Linked DNA regions of Sus scrofa: region 2 is linked to region 1. Evidence: chromatin contacts called from public Hi-C data. All regions are on one chromosome and are shown on one strand. The core of a region is the stretch at or near the end of the contact, and the rest is flanking DNA. Distances in the headings are between cores, read along the strand shown.

What was found. A called contact is a pair of places that touch in the nucleus more often than the background predicts.
Region 2: a Hi-C map of retroperitoneal adipose tissue shows a contact between it and region 1, with 1.7 times the contacts expected there. The contact joins two enhancer-like sites. A contact is called at or near these places in 13 of 47 Hi-C or Micro-C datasets (alveolar macrophages, blood, brain and 8 more) and 1 of 2 datasets of contacts at active chromatin or transcription factors (skeletal muscle).

What each region holds. Positions count from the first base shown.
Region 1 is chr14:124,802,626-124,809,672 of Sscrofa11.1, forward strand. The region is part of intron 8 of ABLIM1 (actin-binding LIM protein 1); the gene reads right to left. Among named protein-coding and RNA genes, the nearest start is that of AFAP1L2, 69 kb to the left of the region's middle. Within about 2 kb of position 4,581, at least 13 of the 83 cell types and tissues checked have an H3K27ac peak or open chromatin away from gene starts, as enhancers often do. A contact at or near this core is called in omental adipose tissue and retroperitoneal adipose tissue, where this site is marked.
Region 2 is chr14:124,871,954-124,879,000 of Sscrofa11.1, forward strand. All of the region lies in intron 4 of ABLIM1 (actin-binding LIM protein 1), which reads right to left. Among named protein-coding and RNA genes, the nearest start is that of AFAP1L2, 140 kb to the left of the region's middle. Within about 2 kb of position 2,523, at least 17 of the 83 cell types and tissues checked have an H3K27ac peak or open chromatin away from gene starts, as enhancers often do. A contact at or near this core is called in omental adipose tissue and retroperitoneal adipose tissue, where this site is marked.

The DNA of each region.
Region 1 (7,047 bases), core at 3,331-5,830:
TTATATTTAGAATGGGTAAGCAATGAGGTCCTACTGTATAGCATAGGGAATTAGATCCAATCTCTTGGGATAGACCACGATGGAAGATAATATAAGAAAAGGAATGTATAGGAGATCCCACTGTGGCTGAGTGGATTAAGGACCCAACACTGTCTCTGTGAGGATGTGGGTTTGATCCCTGGCCTGGCTCAGTGGGTTAAGAATCCGGCATTGCTATAAGGTATGGCATAGGTTGCAGATGGGCTTGGATCTGGTGTTGCTGTGGCTGTGAAACAGATGTACAGTTACGACTCCAATTTGATCCCTAGCCTGGGAACTTCCATTTGCCACAGGTGTGGCTGTTTAAAAAGAAAAAAAGAAAGAAAAGAAAAAGAATGTATATATGTACGACTGGATCATTTTACTATGTAGCAGAAATTGACACAACATTGTAAATCAACCATACTTCAATTTTTTTAATGTAAAAACAATTTTTTACATTAAAAAAATCCTAATACTACATTTTATGACAAAAGACATTTCAATGGTTCAAGACCTAAAGTGAAAATGCAATCTAAGAGTTTTTTTTTTTTTTTTTGGCTGTGCCCCTGGCATACAGAAGTTCCCAGGCTGGGATCAAACCTGTCCCACAGCAGCAATCTGAGCCACTGCAGCGACAATGCCAGATCCTTAACCTGCTAAGCCACCAGGGAACCCTGTGAGAAGTATTTTAAAATAAGAAAGCACATAAACATGCTGAATTTTAAATTAACATCCTGTTTATTACTAAAAGAACCCCTTTTTTTCTTCTAGCTCTATTTTTCCTCCTAATTAATACTGACTTGCTGAAGGTCTCTGATGGCCTTCATCTTCAAAAGGCACAGAGCTGTCTTCCAACAGAGCAGCTCACATCCACACCCTCAATTTAAAACTCATCGCAACCTCAAAAGCAACAACTTAGTGACATGTTTTTCCTCTTTTAAGTCTCCCTGACAGTTACTTCTCGACCATTAATTCCAGTGTCACTGTTTGGGCTGTGTAATCCATACTTACACATGATCTTTATACGCAATTATTTAACCGAAATGGCTATTTCAATGCATTCAGATATCCAAGTTAACAACAGTGATTCACTGCTTTAAATTAATAACCCAAATGTGTCAATAGCCTTTGTTTCTAGAGTTCTCCATAAGAGTTATGATAAGCACGATTACCCTCCTGCCTGTATTATAAATGAATTTCAAATTTCTATCCCCAAAGGTATGTCCAGATCTGATCTACAGAGAAAAAGAAAACAAAGATTGTGATTAAGCTGTTGCAGCCAAGCAGTGTCCTTACTCTCCTTTAATCACTTTTTCCTTCATGTCTTAGAGACAAAAACAACTTGAAGGCACAGCTGGAAAAATTCAGTTCTTTCTTTTGATGCCATCTTTCGGGGGCACGGGGAGAGATGGCAAAAGCAAGGCAGATATAGGAAGGATGATAGATTGGCTGTGCTCTTTCAAAGCATTTTGCCAGCAAGATCAGGCAAATAATTTCACCCTTATTTTGGCAACACGAGCAAAGGATCCTTCAGAAAGAACCTTCTAGCTGCATGCGGCAGTTCTCACTGAATCTCTCTTCGCCACATTTATTGCTCCAGCACGCATTCACGTACTTACTTTCGATTTCAGAAAGACTTTTACTTTCCTCAGAGGAAAAAAAAAAATAAGTCAACAAGGAAGTCTTACCAGGAGACTAGGAGTTCATTCCAACAGGAAAGAGGAAAAGAATGGCGTTTGATCCTACTAGCAAGTGCTTGAAAATGCACGTCTTTTTGTTTTCTGTATGAAACTAACAAAAAGCCCTCTGACTACCTTTCACTTGTTATTTTCCTATCCCTTGACTTTGACCATCTGCTCTACCATTCAGAAGGCCCAATCACAGAATGAAAATTACACCGAAGAGATCTTTTTACGTTTCTACCCCAGCTCTCACCATTCCTCAAATGCTGACCATTCAAAACACTTAGCAGAACGCTGCCCAGAGCTTCAACAGAGAAATGAAAATTTCCCCTTATTGCCAATTAGGGGTCACCATGCACCATACCTGGTTCCTTCCTCCAAGGAGGGTGCTAGAGGGTTCTCTGCCACCCCCACCCTCCCCCGTTCAGCAGGAACGAAGATGCAACAACTACGTTCACCTAGTGTGCATTTGCCCAAAGCCATGCTCTAAGAAGGGAGAATCTACAGGCAACTGGCGCCCAGAGAGGAGAGGGCTCGGGAACACCGGTGGGACAACTACTGATAGAAGGTGACTGACTGCCTTCTACGAAGGGTTGCTAAGGGGCACAGTACCTGCCTTGGGTTTTTGTTGAAGTTCACCAGACCAGTTGGTGATAACAGCTGCAGAAGAAGGGATACGTTTAAGAACTGCATGCATTGAATGCTCACTGCTCAGGCAAGAAAGGAATTCCTCTTGGGAAAAGAAATTTGCCTGGGGGAGAGGGAGGGAGTGGGAGGGATCTGGAGCTTGGGGTTATGGGATACAGCTAGGAACGGATTTACAATGAGATCCTGCTGAGTAGCCTTGAGAACTAGGTCTAGATACTTATATTGCAACAGAACAAAGGGTGGGAAAAAAAATGTATACATGTAAGTGTATCTTGGCCCCCATGCTGTATTTTCCCCCATGCGGAAAAATAAATCAATTAATTAAAAAAAAAAAAGAAATCTGTGTTTGCAAGGAAGTGGGAGGGGCTCACTGGCACACGTCCAGTTCTCTGGAGACAGTCACACAACTGCCACCAGCCTTTACCATGGCCAAGAGGCCTCACTGTTTTTCGCAGGATAAATCTTAACACCTGTACCTTCTGATGAATTGTAAAGACACACCCAAAAGAGTAACATATCCAAACAGAGTGAAAGCTGGGACTAAAGCAGCAGGGAAGGTAGTAACAAAAATAAAACAATAACCAACAATGTTATTTCCTAGTTCTAGACATACTTAAAACCTCTAATTAGCTCCCTTGTAGACATATACACACAGTGTCTGTTTGGTATATTACAGTTTGCAAGTGCACATGTTATAATCTAGTGAATGTTAGTTTCAGAGGAAAAAAATCTCATGCCCGTTTTGGATGGCTGCCATTCATGCTTTTGCCTCCAAAGGCACAGCAGAGAAGCCCCTTTTTAAAACAAAAGCAAGCGATCCACTCCAGATTATTATAAACTCGGTCCTAGGAATACCGTGTGCTTTGCTTATAGTGAATTACAACAGGAATTACAAAGGCTCCGTACCAATTTTTACCGATAGACAAAAGGTACTATTCCTGTAAAATCCTGGAATAGGTTTTTCTTAGGTAATTCTATTTTCCCCATTTTCTTTTACCTGTAATTTAGCAAGAGGAAGGAAGGGGCAATTTCAGGATATAAATAATTAAAAGACTTTCCTCTTATCAATTTGACTTTCCTCCACAATAAAACCAGGCTTATTTCTGGGACGTAGAAGGCTGAATGTCCCTGCAAGGAGTACTGTTTATCTAACAACTAAAGGTGCTTGAAATTATCTGGTGAAATAAACTGCTGTGCAATCCACAGTATTTATAAGATCAAAACATCCGGGTGGCTTGAGAATGCTTTGGTGTTTTCAGGCTTTTCAAAGGTCCTGGTGAGCTGTCTTCAATGGCCAATGCGTGAAGCAAGACCCTGTCAAATAGCTCATTTTCTCTGCCAGGTCTCAAGCTGTTTATCCCTTTCTGCGATGGGGCTACAGGTGACTTTACTGATATTTAACGCTGGATAATGGGGATCAGATCTCCCTTTCAAATAGCAGGACAGGAAGAGAGAAGTTTTTAAAAAGAGACCTCTCTCCCTCTTTTTCTCCCCCCCCTCCTTTTCTCGCTCTCGCTCTCGCTCTCGCTCGCTCTTTCTTTCTCTCTCCTCCAGCCCACCACCTCTCAAGATGCTCCAAGGCTCTTAACGGTCTGGAGCAAATGAAAAAATTTCACACTTGGTGGTATTTTTCTTCAAGTCATGAAAATGAACCACTTGGTGATAGCCTCGAGCTAACAAAATAGGACACTGCTGGAGTCATAAAGTATACTTTCGGGGAAAAAACCCTAAAAGCTATTGCAAAAGCAACTTCCTGCCAAGTAGGTACTGATTCTGAGCTCTGAGGATGAACTCTGGCTGTTCCTCTGGATTCACGATACCGTATCAGTTTGCTGTACATGGATTCTGGCCCTGGAGCTAAAGCTTTGAGATAGACCAAGGTTACACAATGAATACACACTGAACTGAATGTAAGGCAGCATCCGGGGCCAAGGCCAGGCATCCAGGGCCTAGAATCTGAAGTTTGTCTTGCTGCTGGCATAGCCATCAGCTGACTTCATTCTATAGATAAAGTTGGCGGGGGCGCAGGGGGGCGGGGTGTCTAAAAGAGTGTTTTCCACTCTCAAACTCTATACTTCCATCTTTCAAGGCCTTTAAAGAAAGAAGATGAAGTTTGAATCAAAGTAGATCCAAACCAAAACTCTTCTGGGCCGCAGTGTCGTTCCAGAAAGCACAGCAAACTGGTGTGTAGGCACAAAGCCCAGACAAAAGGGCTGTGTTGCAACCCTGGGTTGTCAGCAGGGCTACAAGATGGGCTTCATCTGGATGAAGACGGGATGGGGAAAGACACTTGTGATTTAACAGGCTGAGGTTTCAACGGGCTCTAAGAGATCCTGAAGGAAGGTCAAGTGTGTGCAGGGGATGCGGCCTCCTGCCTTGCTGCCATCTGGAGAGCTGGATGGCTACCCTCCCTGCTTCGGAGGAGCCTCTGGGCAGGCGCGGTGCCCTTACACACCAGCCCTGCCTCAGACACCACCAGGCTTAGCCCGTGTTTCATGCCGTCCTCCTTTTGTCTTCCCAGGTTTCTCTCTCACTCTCTCTTTGGAGGATCGTGGAAAGACCACACGTTATGGGCTCACAGAGACCTGAGTTCCAAGACCTAAGTTCCAATCCCAGCTCTTCCACTTACCGTTGGAATAGCTCTGGGGAAGTTAGTTAACTAGGATGGGTCTCGGTCTCTCCATCTGTGAGATGGGGATAAGGAGAGCCACCTGGCGGGGATTCGTAGGGAGACCTGGCGAGAGTGGGTGGCAGCCCCCCCCGCCTCTGCCGAGCAGGTGCCTAGTCTAATTTGTTTCCTTTTCCACGACCCTCGTCCTTCCTTGAACCAACCCTCTCCCTCCCTGAGCACCGCTTTCCCCCTGCTCTGTGCTTCTGCCCCTCTCTTCACCATGCCAGCCCCTTGTCTTGTCATCTCTAGCTGCTCATATCTCATCCAGCCTCCAAAATGCAACTCAGAGGCCAATATTTCTCGGAGGTGCCTTGAGCCCCCCTCCCTCATGGGACATTCCTGATCTTTATGACTCATATTCTGTGATACGTTTCTGCATCATTTTACAACAATGTACCTGTCTTTTCTTCCTTCCTCTACCTGGGTACCTGGCAAATATTTGTTCAAGGAACCTAATGTGGGAACACAGGACCAAAAGGGCAGCTTCTAATGTGCTCGCTGTACTGAAGACAATGCTTTAGCCACTGCTCTATGCGAAAACATCGTCCAGAGAAGAAAACAGCCAAAATCAGAATGTGAGATGCACACTGTGGGGTGAGAAGAGCATCTGCTTCTGCGGGAGCCGAGACGTTAGATGGTAAAAGCAACAGGAGAGGAGAAGCGGCAGAAGCCTGGGGTGAGGACAGCGGCCCCGAGCCTCAGCCCAGACACAGCGCCAACCTGCAGAGACGGGGACCGTCCTGTACGTCGAATCAGGCTTTTAGGATAAAAGAAATCAGATGGAGAACGATGGATGTTTGGTGGCTGCCGTGAAACATGAAAAAGGGAAGAATGAACAAGGAAAGAGCCTCAATTCAGAAACACTATCCAACAAACCCCAACCCCCTTCCCCCAGAAAACCTTCAGGGAAATTAATTTGATAGGAGCAACAAGTGACATGACTTTAGTTGACTGGGTGTGTGCACGCGCATATGTGCATTTTTGCTGTCCATGTTTTTTTATTTTTTATTTATTTAATTTTTTTTGTCTTTTTGCTATTTCTTTGGGCCGCTCCCGCAGCATATGGAGGTTCCCAGGCTAGGGGTCTAATCGGAGCTGCAGCCACCAGCCTACGCCAGAGCCACAGCAACGCGGGATCCGAGCCGCGTCTGCAACCTACACCACAGCTCACGGCAACGCCAGATCGTTAACCCACTGAGCAAGGGCAGGGACCGAACCCGCAACTTTATGGTTCCTAGTCGGATTCGTTAACCACTGCGCCACAACGGGAACTCCAGCTGTCCATGTTTAAAAGCATGGTAACTGGTCTTCAGGTTACAGTATGTTGACCTATGTTCCAATCCCCCCATCATGCTTTTCCATTTCTTTTGCCTTAGACACTCCTATATATGAGGAGTTAGAAGCCAATCAAGCCATTGTTCCTAAGAATCTGTTGTGCCCCACAAGTTCTTGAAATATTGAGAATGTGGATTACTCTTTGGGGTGGCTGAACGATTAAAACATTTTCGTTTTGCTATGGTAACTGTACTGATGTGACGCCCAGGGAAAGGCCTGGCAATCTTGGCTCAGGGCTGTGATCTGTAGACACACCCTTAGGAGAGCACAGGATCCTTCCCCCTCTTCAAAATCTGTCCTCTTTTAAATCCCACCAACGTCAGAGCTTCTTCCCCTTGGAGATGCATGGCCGGCTGTACTGCAGGGTGAGTAAGCCAAGGGCTGCCTTGACCTCCCAAGTGGTGAATGTTGGCTTTAGGAGAAGAGCTCTGGAATTCTCTGGAAAAGTTTCACCAAAGGAAGGAAAAAAGCAAAACAAAACAATAGCTCCTCTTGGCCAGAATGAGTGGAAGCAATTCACTCGCTGTTTTCATAAACTTATCCAAAGAGTTCCATCAAGATGTGATCAAGAGGGTTAATTTTTTCTTATCATTTTAGTAATACATTCTGCAAATGCAAGCAATCCTTCCAGAGAAGAGATGCATTCCATTCAGTCTGGCCTCGTTAGCATTCCTCTCTTAACGTCTCCCC
Region 2 (7,047 bases), core at 1,273-3,772, 67 kb after region 1:
TACATCAGTATTTTCTAATTCAGGCATGTACATTGCCTATTTAGACATAATGCTATTGCATATTTAATAGACTAGAGTATAGTCTAAATACAACTTTCACATGTATTGGGAAAGCAAAGAATTTGTGCGGCTCATTTTATTGATGGATTTGCTTTATCACGGTGGTCTGGAGCCCATCCACTGAACATGCAATATCTCTGAGGGCTGCCTGTAAATTGGTGCAAGCTTTCTGGAAAGCAATTTAGATGTCCCCAGACATTTAAAATCAATGTACCTGAGAAAGTGAAAGAAAGCACTACTGGAAAAATGCCCGTGATGTCCCTAACTGATCATAAAAAACACTCATGGAATAAAGACAAGGCCTCTTGGTAACAAAATGATTAAACACCCCCTCTTCTGACCACATCCATGATATTTCTAGCCCACCTTGAATGCTCTCTCCTTCTAGAAAAACTTCCCTAACTGTACCTAGCACAAGCACAAATTCTATTAAAGTTTCTCCAAATGTCATCCAGAGATGGCTCACAAATTCTTCTGGTTTTCTCTTTTGCTGTAGTTTAAATACACTTGAATATATAAATATAAATATTTATCATGTATTTGTTATATATGTATTATATTTACACATATTTATACAGATACACACATTTATATGTTTATATTTATATATTTATATTTACATACAATTTTTTATATGTTGCATTATATATTATATATTTTATATTTATTATATAATATATACATTTGAACTCCAGGTTTAAATTTATATTTGAAATCCAGGTGTGTTTCTGATGACTTTTGGCCAGTGGGTATTTACATAACCTTTATATCCAGCAAATTTATGTCTAAGATATTTAGCCTACAAATAAATTTGCAAAAGGACGTGTATGTGCCTGTGTGTGTGTGTGCCTGTGTGTGTGTGTCTATTCCCTGAAGAATATATATTCATTACCCACAGCATTTTTTTAACATTAAAACTGAAAATAGCCTATGCAGACATAATGAGTAACTCATTAAATTAATCACCATGGAGCCAATAATGGAATACTACATACTGTTAAAAGAATGAGGTATATTTGTGGCTGAAATGGAAAGACAGCCAAAATAGACTGAGTGAAAAAGAAGAAAAAGAAAAAAAAAACAAGTTGTAAAACAGTATGTATAAAATAAGCTATTTTTTAAAACGCGAGAAAATAAAAAAGTTGAACAAATAAGCACTTATAAAGTTAAAAATACATCTGGCATATTATGAATATTGTAGATTAGCATTTCTTTACATATATAGCTCATTATAAGCTGAGGGTATATTATCTGGTCACAAAGAATTATTCTTTTTTTTTTTTTTTAAAGCTGAGCTTTATACGATTCCCAATATCTCATCAAAAATCTTACAAAGGGGATCACACATCTGGTAGTTTACTATAAGGATGAAAATAGAAGGCTATGATATTTGTTCCAAAATACAATTTTTATAGGTTAGGAGCACAATACGGATTTAAGATGAAGTGGCAGGGGTTTTTTTGAGGGGCCTTACCCACGGCATGCAGAAGTTCCCTAGGCCAGGGATTGAACTTGAGTCACAGCAGTGAGCCGAGCCACAGCAGTGACAACACCGAGTCCTTAACCCACGGAGCCAGCAGGGAACTCCAGACTGGCAGTGAACAGAATTGAAAATTGTCTTGGGCATCTATCCGGACAAAGCTCTACTTAAAAGAGACACATGCACCCGCATGTTCATTGCAGCACTATTCACAATAGCCAGGACATGGAAACAATCCAAATGTCCATCGACAGATGATTGGATTCGGAAGATGTGGTATATATACACAATGGAATACTACTCAGCCATAAAAAAGGATGACATCATGCCATTTGCAGCAACATGGATGGAACTAGAGACTCTCATCCTGAGTGAAATGAGCCAGAAAGACAAAGACAAATACCATATGATATCACTTATAACTGGAATCTAATATCCAGCACAAATGAACATCTCCTCAGAAAAGAAAATCATGGACTTGGAGAAGAGACTTGTGGTTGCCTGATGGGAGGGGGAGGGAGTGGGAGGGATCGGGAGCTTGGGCTTATCAGGCACAACCTAGAATAGATTTACAAGGAGATCCTGCTGAATAGCATTGAGAACTATGTCTAGATACTCATGCTGCAACAGAAGAAAGGGTGGGGGAAAAACTGTAACTGCAATGTACACATCTAAGGATAACCTGACCCCCTTGCTGTACAGTGGGAAAATTAAAAAAAAAAAAAAAAAAGAAAATTGTCTTCATTCTTCTGATTAGATTATGCCCACTAGGTGGCAGTAAAGATTTAAAAGAACATGGAAGATGCTGGTGGGTAGAATTTTTTAAGCAGAAAATAAACTTTAGAGATGGCTTTTCGATTCTACAGTCAGGCTCAGAGGGGTTGGCAGAGCTATTCCGGGTCTTCCCTGCACAGCCCTGGGTGGAGAGGGATCAGAGGTGGAATGGTGAGAACGCAGGCTGAGAAAGAGGAAGCCTTGGGTACGAGCTTGGCAAAGTTCCTCTCTGACCACTCCTTTCTTCCTCCGTGAAATGCTGGCCAACTTCTCGGGCTGCTCTGAGAACGAGGAGAAACTCTGCCTTGTGAAGTGCTTCATCTAACCCTTAGCACGCTTGGTACCTGTTAGGCACTCCACGTGGTTCCCCCTTTCCTTGGCAGGGGCCAGACTGGCACTAGAAATCAGGTTTTTTGACTCTGTCTTGCCCTTTTTATTAGCACATTAATGCCCAGATAACCCAGAGTTCTGACAGCAGCAGAGACAAATTGAGCATAATAATAACCTCTCTGATCACTCTACACCTAAGGTTTTGGTGAACCAGGTACCGTGCAAGGGTTGTACAGACGTGGTACATAACTCTTCAGTACTCATTCTCCATAATCTTATTCTTTTTTTTTTGCCACCCCGTAGCAAATGGAGTTCCCAGGCCAGGGATCGGATCAGAGCTGCAGTTGCACCTACACCACAGCTGCAGCAATGCCGGATCCTTACTATGCCATGCCAGGGATTGAACCTGCATCCCAGTGCTGCAGAGATGCCACCGATCCCGTTGCACTACAGAGGGAATTCCCAATCTTTCTGATTCTTCCCAGGCATGGAGTCAAAGTGCCTTGTACCCTGGGAGCCTCTGACCTCACTGGTGGTGTCCTGAACCTCTCTGTGCCTTGCAGTGGTCCCTTGGAGGACGGATGCCTTACAACTGACCTTGATTATGTTTCACAGAGAAGCATTCACTGAATGTGAATGCCTAGAGCCAGCCAGCTGGTGAAACTGGGCTGGAAGCAGAGGCTGGGGATGGGATTCCTTCATCCCAAATCCCAAGACACACATCGGGCAAATCAACAAAGACCACCTCTGGGAAAGCAGAAAACTGGCCTGGGTCAGCCAGTTCGAAGTGTCCTGGTGTACTCCATAGAGGTGACACATTGTGCCTCTCCTGGCAAAACCATCCTCTCTCTGTCAGCCTGATGTCACACTGGGAAAAGTGGAAAGATGCAGAGATGAAAAGGTGTGTGCTGAGGGTTTGTGCTTCTCGTGCTTGTTTCAACTAAGCTCTTTCCTAAAGAACGAAATGTCCTCGTCTCTCTATCTTCATGTTTTTCAGCTGTTGAGAAAATTGTTTCCACATCACTGAAGCAGCTGCTGATAAATATAGAAAGCTGGTGATTGGCACAGCAATTATTGCCAAAGTGGGAAATAGGTGAATATGGAGCAGCCTTAAGGAAATCAAGCCCTCTAGCAACTCGCTAGTCCTCTCTCCGGGACACACAGTGACCAAATGTGAAAACGGTGACAACTTAAACACTCAGCCCCAAGCCTTTCATTCTTGGCACCAGGAGCCAAGAGAAAAGCAGAGACTTGGCAACTTCCTCCAAGTGACACCACCATCCAAGGACACACCCGGTTCCATCTTTATATATCATTTTGTTCAAAGGTAAAAAATATCCTTGAGAATAGGGACCCTGTCTGTCTCCTTTAATCTCTCTCTCTTTGGCACACCACAGACACTTGGGCTTCAAGAGTACTGAACTTGAAGAAGGTGACAAATGGCTCTTGGGAAGGGAACATGGCGTTCGCAAGCTAAGAAAGGTGTCATCACTTGGGCTGCCCTTAAGGTCCTGTCGGCCTGGATCCCCATGTTCTTTTTGAGAACTCTGTCTGCCTTCCTAGAATTTCCCATTTGGGAAGACTAAGAGCCAAAAAGATATCTTACTCGGCAAAGATGGCTCTCTGAACAGCAGGCTGAGGAATGGAGGAGCTACAGAAAAGGGTGGCGACTGAATCCCCAAGCAGTCCCACCTGCTCCAGCATCAGTCATGCCCAGAACCACCCATGGAGGAAGAAGCTACCATTCACAGTGGATGCCCATCTGGGACCAAAGCTTCTAGAATATGGACTGGGACTTCCTTCAGTGTCTGGAAATTTTTGGTTACAGTCTTAGAGCTGAAGATAAATATTTCATGTTCCAGAGCAGGTAGCAAGGAATACCCTTGTCAGACTCACCAAAGGGGAGTAGAACCTTCCTGATGACCCTAAGCCCTACTGCCTCGCTACTTTGAAACAAGAAACTTGAAAAGGCATGGAGGAGAAGGGGCAGGGAGCGGTCCACACAGCAGTAATGGGGTGTTCTCTCCCCTGTGCTGTGAGATGAATTAGGGGACCCCCAGAGAACCGAGATGTTGCTGAGTGGGGCAGTCAAGCCCTGGTGCCGCCTTGGGATCCATGAGATGCTTCATGTTAGAGTTCTTGGGACGAATTGACTGGACTGTCCTGGAGCTCAGCAGCAGTCATGAACAAAAAGTCTGGAGCCTGCTGTATGTGGAAGATTTGAAAGGCAGGAAGGTGGCTGGAGCCTTTCTTGATAGCAGGCTAAGGAGAAGATGGAAGTGGGAGGGATGAGCATGGCCAATGTTTGGTTCACTGGGGATGCACCTGTGTCCTGTGTGGTACCCACGCCCAAGCATCTTGAATGAACCTACAGTGAGAAAGCTGCCTGCTGGGGGTGAGATGGGGAGGTAGGGGGAGACTTTTAAGTCAGAGGCTATGAGGAGCAGGACCTGAGGCTGGGGAGGAAGTGGGGAGGGCAATTGCTGAAACAGATTAGCCAGAAAGTGTACACTTTGGTCAAGAAACTCAAAATGAGCCTTTTTTTATTTTTGTTTTTGTTTTTCTTTTTAGGGCTGCACCTGCGGCATATGGATGTTCCCAGACTAGGAGTCGAATCAGAGCTGCAGCTGCCAGCCTACACCACAGCCACAGCAACACTGGATCCAAGCCGCATCTTTGACCCATGCCGTAGCTTGAGGTAACACTGGATCCTTAACCTATTGAGCAAGGTCAGGGACCAAACCCACATCCTCATGGAGACTGCTGAGTTCTTAATCCACTGAGCGGCAATGGGAGCTACCTACTTTTTTTAAGAAAAAGTCTCCAGCCAGCGTTAGCTGAAAGAGAAGCATGCCGATGCCAGTGATAACACCTTGTCCCCTCTACCTCTAATCCCCCTCCCCCATCCCCGACCTCCCAAGGAGCCACAAGCGGGACAGGAAGGAGGTGAAGAAGGGGCAGGAGAGGCTGTGCCCCCTCGTCATTGCAGGTCCCCTCCTGGGGTCCAGCCTGAGCTCGGGTGAGTGGGCAGCTTCTGATGTGGATGAGAGCATAGCGTTTTCAGCTGTACTGGACTTTCAGGAGGAGAAAGTGACCAGAAAGCTATGAGATCTGTCCAAGATATGAGAAAGGGAGCTCCAAAAGAGGGTAATAGAAGTAGCCAAAGGAAAAAAGTAAGACTTTATTTTGTCCCACGAGTGTTCTGGCCCATTCTATACACTGATTGTGCAACTCACAGGGATTAAGGGCTTCAGGGGCAAAGAGACCTGGGGTGAAATTCCAGCTCTGACATAGAACTGAGGGAGCCTAGGCCGGCTAAGGAACGCTGGGCTCCAGTTGCTTCATTTGTTAAAGGGGCCAGTGAACAGTTCCTACGTGCTGGGTCTGGGGCTGTGGTGAGGATGGAAAAAAAGATGTGCAAATGTGGAGTTCCCACCATGGCGCAGCCAAAACGAACCCGACTCGTATCCATGAGGATATGGGTTCAATCCCTGGCCTTGCTCTGTGGGTTAAGGATCTGGCGTTGCCAGGAGCTGTGGTGTAAGTTGCAGACGTGGCTCAGATCTGGCGTTGCTGTGGCTCTGGTGTAGGCCGGTGGCTGCAGCTCTGATTCGACCCCTAGCCTGGGAACTTCCATATGCCAGGGGTGCAGCCCTAAAAAGCAAAAAAAAAAAAAAAAAGGGTATGCAAATGTGAAATCACTGAGCAGAGGGTCAGGCACTCTGTGATAATCCCATAACACCTCCCTTTCCTCTTCCCCTTAACAGATAACCAAGGCCCACTGGCCAGCATTGGGGAAGGCATTTTGATGTCTCTGGTTCCATAATCAGCATCATCCTGTTCATGTTATTCTTGTTGTTGTTGTTATTACCCACCTTTTAACTTTCTTTTTTTTTTTTTTTGGCTTTTTTTGCCATTTCTTGGGCCACTCCCGCAGCATATGGAGGCTCCCAGGCTAGGGGTCGAATTGGAGCTGTAGCCACTGGCCTACACCAGAGCCATAGCCACTCAGGATCCAAGCCACATCTGTGACCTACACCACAACTCACGGCAACGCTGGATCCTTAACCCACTGAGCAAGGCCAGGGATCAAACCCGCAACCTCATAGTTCCTAGTCAGATTCGTTAACCACTGAGCCATAACGGGAACTCCTCCACCTTTTAACTTTTAAAAGACCTTCCACACCTTGTCTCAGTCCTCCCTTGGGGCTCCCGCTAACCTGGAAGGATAGCAATGACCCGCATTGCACAGGTCACAGGACACGGGAGAGCCAGATGGACTAGAAGACATTTGATGCAAAGCCTTCATTCTGCACACAGGAAAGTGAGGCCCAGCGTGGGCCCAAGGGCTGCACAAGGTCACACAGATAAGCAGTGGCCCGAGAACTGCAAAGTGGAAATCT